2 separate regions of the Rattus norvegicus genome follow, and region 1 is linked to region 2. The links are chromatin contacts, called in public Hi-C maps. All regions are on one chromosome and are shown on one strand. The core of a region is the stretch at or near the end of the contact, and the rest is flanking DNA. Distances in the headings are between cores, read along the strand shown.

Region 1 (3,041 bases), core at 93-2,592, 48 kb after region 2:
TTCCTTAGTCAATAATACTTAGGTTCAAAATCAAAATCCATCACTGAAACCCACTGCTGAGAAAGAACTTATCAGAATTCTAAAAGAATAAAGAAGTGTGTGTGTGTGTGCACATGCGTGCATATTTATCATACTCTTATTAATATTTTTGAAAGAACATATTTTTTATTCAAAAGGTTATTCTTAATGCTTTATATAAATATGTCCACAGGAAATGAAGCAAATTAATTCAAGCTATGATTCATCATAATTTACACGTTTCTTGGTCAGGGCATTAGACTAATCCACCCAGTGCCACAAATCAGAAGGCACGGTGACAGAATAAGATACATTTGCAAGTTATGTGCAGTTGTGCACACATTTAATTCCAGCACTCGGGAAGCTGAGGCAGCAGGACCATGATCTGAAAAGCGATCTTGGCTACACAGGGAGAGACGCTATCTCAAAGACAAAACAATAATATAAAACCGGGTACGCAGGAAAGCCTGTAATTCAGTACTCATGAGACACACACTGGAAGAATGCCCCTGAGTTTGAGGTCAGCCTGCTCTACAGTAGCCCCACAAAAACATAGGCCAACAACACAGAAGAAGCCAAAGAGTTGTTTCCAGGCCAACCTGGGCTACATAGTCAGACTCTATCTCAAACAAACCAACAAAATCATAAGTAAATAAATTCCCAAATGTTTGGTGGACAAACTTGATAGAATACATGTACCCCAAGACTTTGTACAGACGTGTGAAGCCAGGCAGCCACGCCAGCCCGCTTTTAAGCAGCACAGTGGTGACACAGTCGTAAGTAGATGTTAGTCGAGGACAGTGCTCAACCCTGAGTGATCCGATGCAAATCAGTAAGTCTGTAGTGAACACAGCTCAGCAAAACAGATGAAAATGACTCCTTCAGTCTTTCTGTCCTGTGTTTAATTATACTACATGATGGACGGTCTGGTGTGCCTGGTGTCCTCAGACTCCCCGAGAGTCACACACGAACCCAGTCCCAAGGTGTCTTGAGTGTCCTGCCCTTTGTAATTAAATGTCAGACAATGCACGTCGTCCATTTACAGGAAGGAGACTTTTAAAAGCCAAAAGCCAACCAACATCCCTTGTACAGTAGCCCCACAACAACGCAGGCTGACCTGTGTCCCCATGACTCTTACAGGGTAAACCTACCCATGATCCAAGCTCAATTTCCAGCAGGAGGAGGAGAGTCCCAGCATAATTCTTGCCGTGAGTCTACATAGACTGCTGCCGGGTCTAAGGCAAGGTCACCTAATGTCTCCGAGCCTTAGATCCCTCATGTGGGAGACGATGCCTGAATAGGGACGGACCTGCAGTCACCTTCGTGGGCTCAAACTGTAACTCCCAATGTGTCTTAGCAAAGCCTTCTGTCCCACTGCACGGCTGAGTTAACAGGGCCACCTCTGAGTTTCCACACTTCATCGCCCGCAGTTCATTAACGTGAACGCACTAGGCTCTAACTGCTGTTCATTCAACGAACTGAGCCATTTCAGAGGAAAGAGCGTGTCTTACTGGTCTCTGCATATTTAGTATCTGTTTCTGGCTGCCCTGGACACAAGACACACGACAAATGGCTATAAAATAAATTCTCTGAATCACAGCGTCAAAAACAACATGCCATTTCCCTTTGTTGGGTGGGGGCAGGGGGCTGGTGCTCTAAGGATTTACTGGCCTCCTCACGAAACATTTTTAGTTTAAAAAAAACATCGGGCTCCCGTGGATGATATAACGTTAAGAAAAATTTAGTACATTTTAAGGAGCAAGTCCACGTGAATGACAGAAGCAACCCGTTCCCAGTTCCCGGTATGTAAGATCCCAGGACCTCTGTGCACCGCTGCCTTGTGACTCACCTTGGAGAGCTGTTACCATTTGCCTACCACTCCCTGTGCGTGGGGACGAATCCCACCATGGTCACTTCTAACAACTCAACTATTCGGAAGAAATAAGTGAGCTCACTAGGACAGAACCTGGAAAAAACTAAACCACTTGGGCGGGGGGGGGGGGTCGGGGAGTGTTGGAGGAGATTAGAACTGTTTTCTAACAAAGCCGCGTAATTTAAGGAGGAGGTTACATCAGGCCGAGGCAAACAGGGAAGGGGGTAAAAGATGTCTTTGGCTTGGCCGTGTTTAGTTTTCAAGTTCTGAAGCAGAGGCTTATGCAGTACTTGTCTGCCCTTCTGTTTTTATTCTTGCTTGAGGCTCATCCCCGGTGATTAGGAACCAAAGTGGTAAGAAAGGTTATGGCTCGGGGCTGGGGACTTAGCTCAGTGGTAGAGCGCTTGCCTAGGAAGCGCAAGGTCCTGGGTTCGGTCCCCAGCTCCGAAAAAAAAAAAAAAAAAAAGAAAGGTTATGGCTCTCTGGCCCATGAGCAGAGTGGCAGACGGGAAGCCTGGCACCTCCAAGAAGGACGAAGCTTTTGAAACACTTTGTGTTCTCAATGCCAGGTCACAGCAGTCTTTCTGCATGAGCAAATGCTGGCAGGTTGGGCTGGAGAGGTGTAGGTTACCCACCGGGTGTTTCTTGTAACCTGAATTCAGCCGAGCAGGTCTTCCCCTCAAATCCGCTCCCTGTCTACACGAACCCCCAGAGACCTGCACAAAAGAGCTGTTTGACCAGCAGAACGCTCACTCAGGCAGGAAAGGCAAACTGAATTCGGCTTGGGAGTCCTAGCCAGCAAGGCAGAACCGAGATGACTCAGCAGGCTGGGGCTGTGACCCTGAACTGGGGGGAGCCCTTTACCCAGTGCCTGCTACAGATGCTTGTGCACGGACTGGTCTCAACCCGGAGCCCACCTGAGGACAGCACGTAGCAAAACCTGGCACAATACACAGGTTTTTCTCATGGGAGTCAGCCCTTGGTCCTGGGTGGCACGCAGCTACCAAAGGTTTGGCTGAAGAACATCAGCCAAGAGCCCAGGCAGATAGATACCCAACCAGTGCCTGTCCGGTCAAACTGCAGTCCTGAGACAGGACTCAGATGCCAAGAACAGGGGAGGTGGGGGTTGGGGTGTGTCTGTGTGGTTCTG
Region 2 (2,739 bases), core at 240-2,739:
TTAGTGCTTTGGCTTCTGTTTGTCCCTAGGGAGGTGGGTCCATGAAGGAACCCAGTGAGGAATGTGTTCAATTACAAATAAACGAGAGTCTGGGAGACCTGAGAGTGAGGGATGTACTAACCTCTCCCAACATTTGAACGTGCTGGCTTCTGGGGCAGAAGACAGGTAAGAAAAAACGATCCTCATATATATAAGATATGCTTGCGTGAAAACTCGAGGCAAACACAGAAGTAAAAGTACATTAGAAAACAAAGACAATGGGCTTTGGTAATCTAAAGCCAGTGTGTGCCGCTGACGGACAGTGGATGAGAAATGGCCTAGTCTCCCTCTAAGATCGGGACTGTAGGCTTAGCCTACGAGACAAGAGGGGGCCTCACTGGCTGGGCAAGGCCTCCACGCCTCTGCCTGGCTCCCTGCTACGGGATTCTTCCAGGTCCAGTTTAGCATTCGTGGTGGTTTCTCCTGGCCCCCTGCTTGACTTGACACACTGACTACAGGAGCCTTTGCTTAGAGCGCCTACAAAAAGCCTAAAGGTAACCCTCTCCTAGCCTCTCTAATCTGTGGGCTGCTCGATGTCTTCTTTTCCTATTAGACATGGAAGATTCTTACTTTATTTTATTTGTTTGCTTGTTTGAAGACAGGGTCTTACTGTGTAGCCCTGGCTGGCCCAGAACTTGCTCTGTAAACCAGGCTTCCCTTGAATGTGTAATGATCTCGGTGTCTGCCCCCAGAGAGCTGGAATTACGACGTGTGCCAGCCACCAGGCTCTCTGTGAACCTGGTAGATGGTTAATGAGCATTTGCTGAGTGCCTTGATCACTTTCGCCGACGTGTAACCCCTGGCCCTCATTTTCCTAATCTGTATAGATAATCACTAATAAGCCACTGTGACGACAGCGGCTCAAGTCACCGTGTGAGCCAAGATTTTTCTTTTTTTTTTCTTAAGATTTATTTATTATATATAAGTACACTGTAGCTGTCTTCAGACACACCAGAAGAGGGCATCAGATTTCATTACAGATGGCTGTGAGCCACCATGTGGTTGCTGGGATTTGAACTCAGGACCTCTGGAAGAGCAGTCAGAGCTCTTAACCACTGAGCCATCTCTCCAGCCCCGAGCCAAGATTTTTCAATACGCGCTCACTCTTTCCCTCCTCGCTGTGATCCTTATAGACCGAGGTTTTGGGATTTTCCTAAAAGGATTTGAGAAAGGATGGGGGAATTAAAGAAACTTAGATGGGATTTAGTCCCAGGAGCCCTAATTTAAAAAAAAATAAAAGTAAAAAAAGCCACGAGGAGAGAAGGGAAGGCATAGCAGACTCCCAGGGCTCCATGACAAAGTGCCAAATTCTGGGTGGATCGCACCGTGGGTTCTCTCTTCTGGGTACTGAACCTTGGTTAAGGTGTCGGTAGCATTGCTTCTCCAGCCTACGGCTTCTGCTGAGGGCCACGCAGGAGGAGGGACAAAATGGATTCCGGCCCAAGGGTTACCACAGCCACACGGGTGAGTCTCAGTGTGACACAGCCCTGAGGACCACGTGTTACAGAGTTCTGTTCTGCTTGCTGCTCTCACTTCCCTCTTAATCCGAGAGCTGTGTGAAACTCTAAGGGGCTTCCGGCCCCTCGCTGGGTAGAGAATAACTTAGAGGCGTAGATTGTCAACTTGGAGACGTAGATAGAAAGCATTTGGAAAAATAAATGCTGTTGGTGAAGCCAGATCGAGATATTTTCACTACTGGCTCTGATGTAGAAAACCTCAGGGAACAATCCGAAGTTCAGAAAGGCACCCTTCTTAGTTAAGCTGGGACCTTTCATGGTCAGGGAACAAGAACAAGGGCAGCATGGCTGACGTGACTCTCGCTGAGGCTGGGCTGCTGACGACTGATTTCTTGAACCCATTTTTGCCCTTGGCTTCCTGATAGGATTCATAAGATTTGCTGATGAGTAGATGTGCATTCTGAGGATTTAAGGTAGATACGACTGATTTTTATATAAAAGTTTAGGCGTGCGATTCTCTTAAGATTCTTGCAAGGTCACTTTTAAAGATAAATAATAAATCAATTGACCCTTTCTTTGTAACTTCAGCTGCTGGCCACCAGTAAGAGACACTGGCTGAGGAAAATCCCTTGCTTGCTTACACTTTCTTAATCTATAACGAGTTGCTTAGTTCCAAATGTACGTGGGGTTGGGGAAATAATTTATTTTCTTTACCCGTGCTATGTAATGTTATTTCTTGTAAAGGTATTGAAAAACACAGTTTTTTTTTTTCATAATCGTTCACTAGAAGAAAACTAAAAAGTAATCACATTGAAATTTTGCACTGCTTGAAAGATTTTGCTGGAATATATAAACTATGGGAGAAGAAGAAAGAACCGGGGCTAGAACATTTGTTTCTCCCATCCGTCAACTCTGTGCATGTGTGTGTATGTGTAAGGTTTGTGTGAGTGGGGAACACAGTACCCTCCATTAACTACGTGTATGTGTGTGTATATGTATAAAGTTTGTGTGAGTGGGGATATAATTCCCTCCATTAACTATGTGTGTGTGTGTATATGTATAAAGTTTGTGTGAGTCAGGTAGATGCTGGAACATTGGTCCTTCCACCCAGCAACTGTGTGTGTGTGTGTGTGTGTGTGTGTGTGTGTGTGTGTGTGTGTGTTTGTGTGTAAAGGCTTGTCTGGGCGTGTGTTGGAGCTTGCTCCATCTACCAGTTGTGAGTATTTATGTATGTATGTATGAA

What was found. Hi-C and Micro-C count contacts between places; a contact is called where the count stands out from the background.
Region 1: a Hi-C map of liver shows a contact between it and region 2, with 2.4 times the contacts expected there. The contact joins the promoter of Lrrc8d here to the enhancer-like site in region 2. A contact is called at or near these places in 3 of 12 Hi-C or Micro-C datasets (liver, mammary epithelial cells and psoas muscle).

What each region holds. Positions count from the first base shown.
Region 1 is chr14:4,348,894-4,351,934 of GRCr8, forward strand. Lrrc8d (leucine rich repeat containing 8 VRAC subunit D) reads right to left here and starts at 1,343. Exons shown (of 2, transcript NM_001008338.1): 1 at 1,170-1,343. The coding sequence starts at 1,173.
Region 2 is chr14:4,300,497-4,303,235 of GRCr8, forward strand. No RefSeq gene overlaps it. Among named protein-coding and RNA genes, the nearest start is that of Zfp326, 17 kb to the left of the region's middle. Within about 2 kb of position 1,490, at least 24 of the 93 cell types and tissues checked have an H3K27ac peak or open chromatin away from gene starts, as enhancers often do. A contact at or near this core is called in liver, where this site is marked.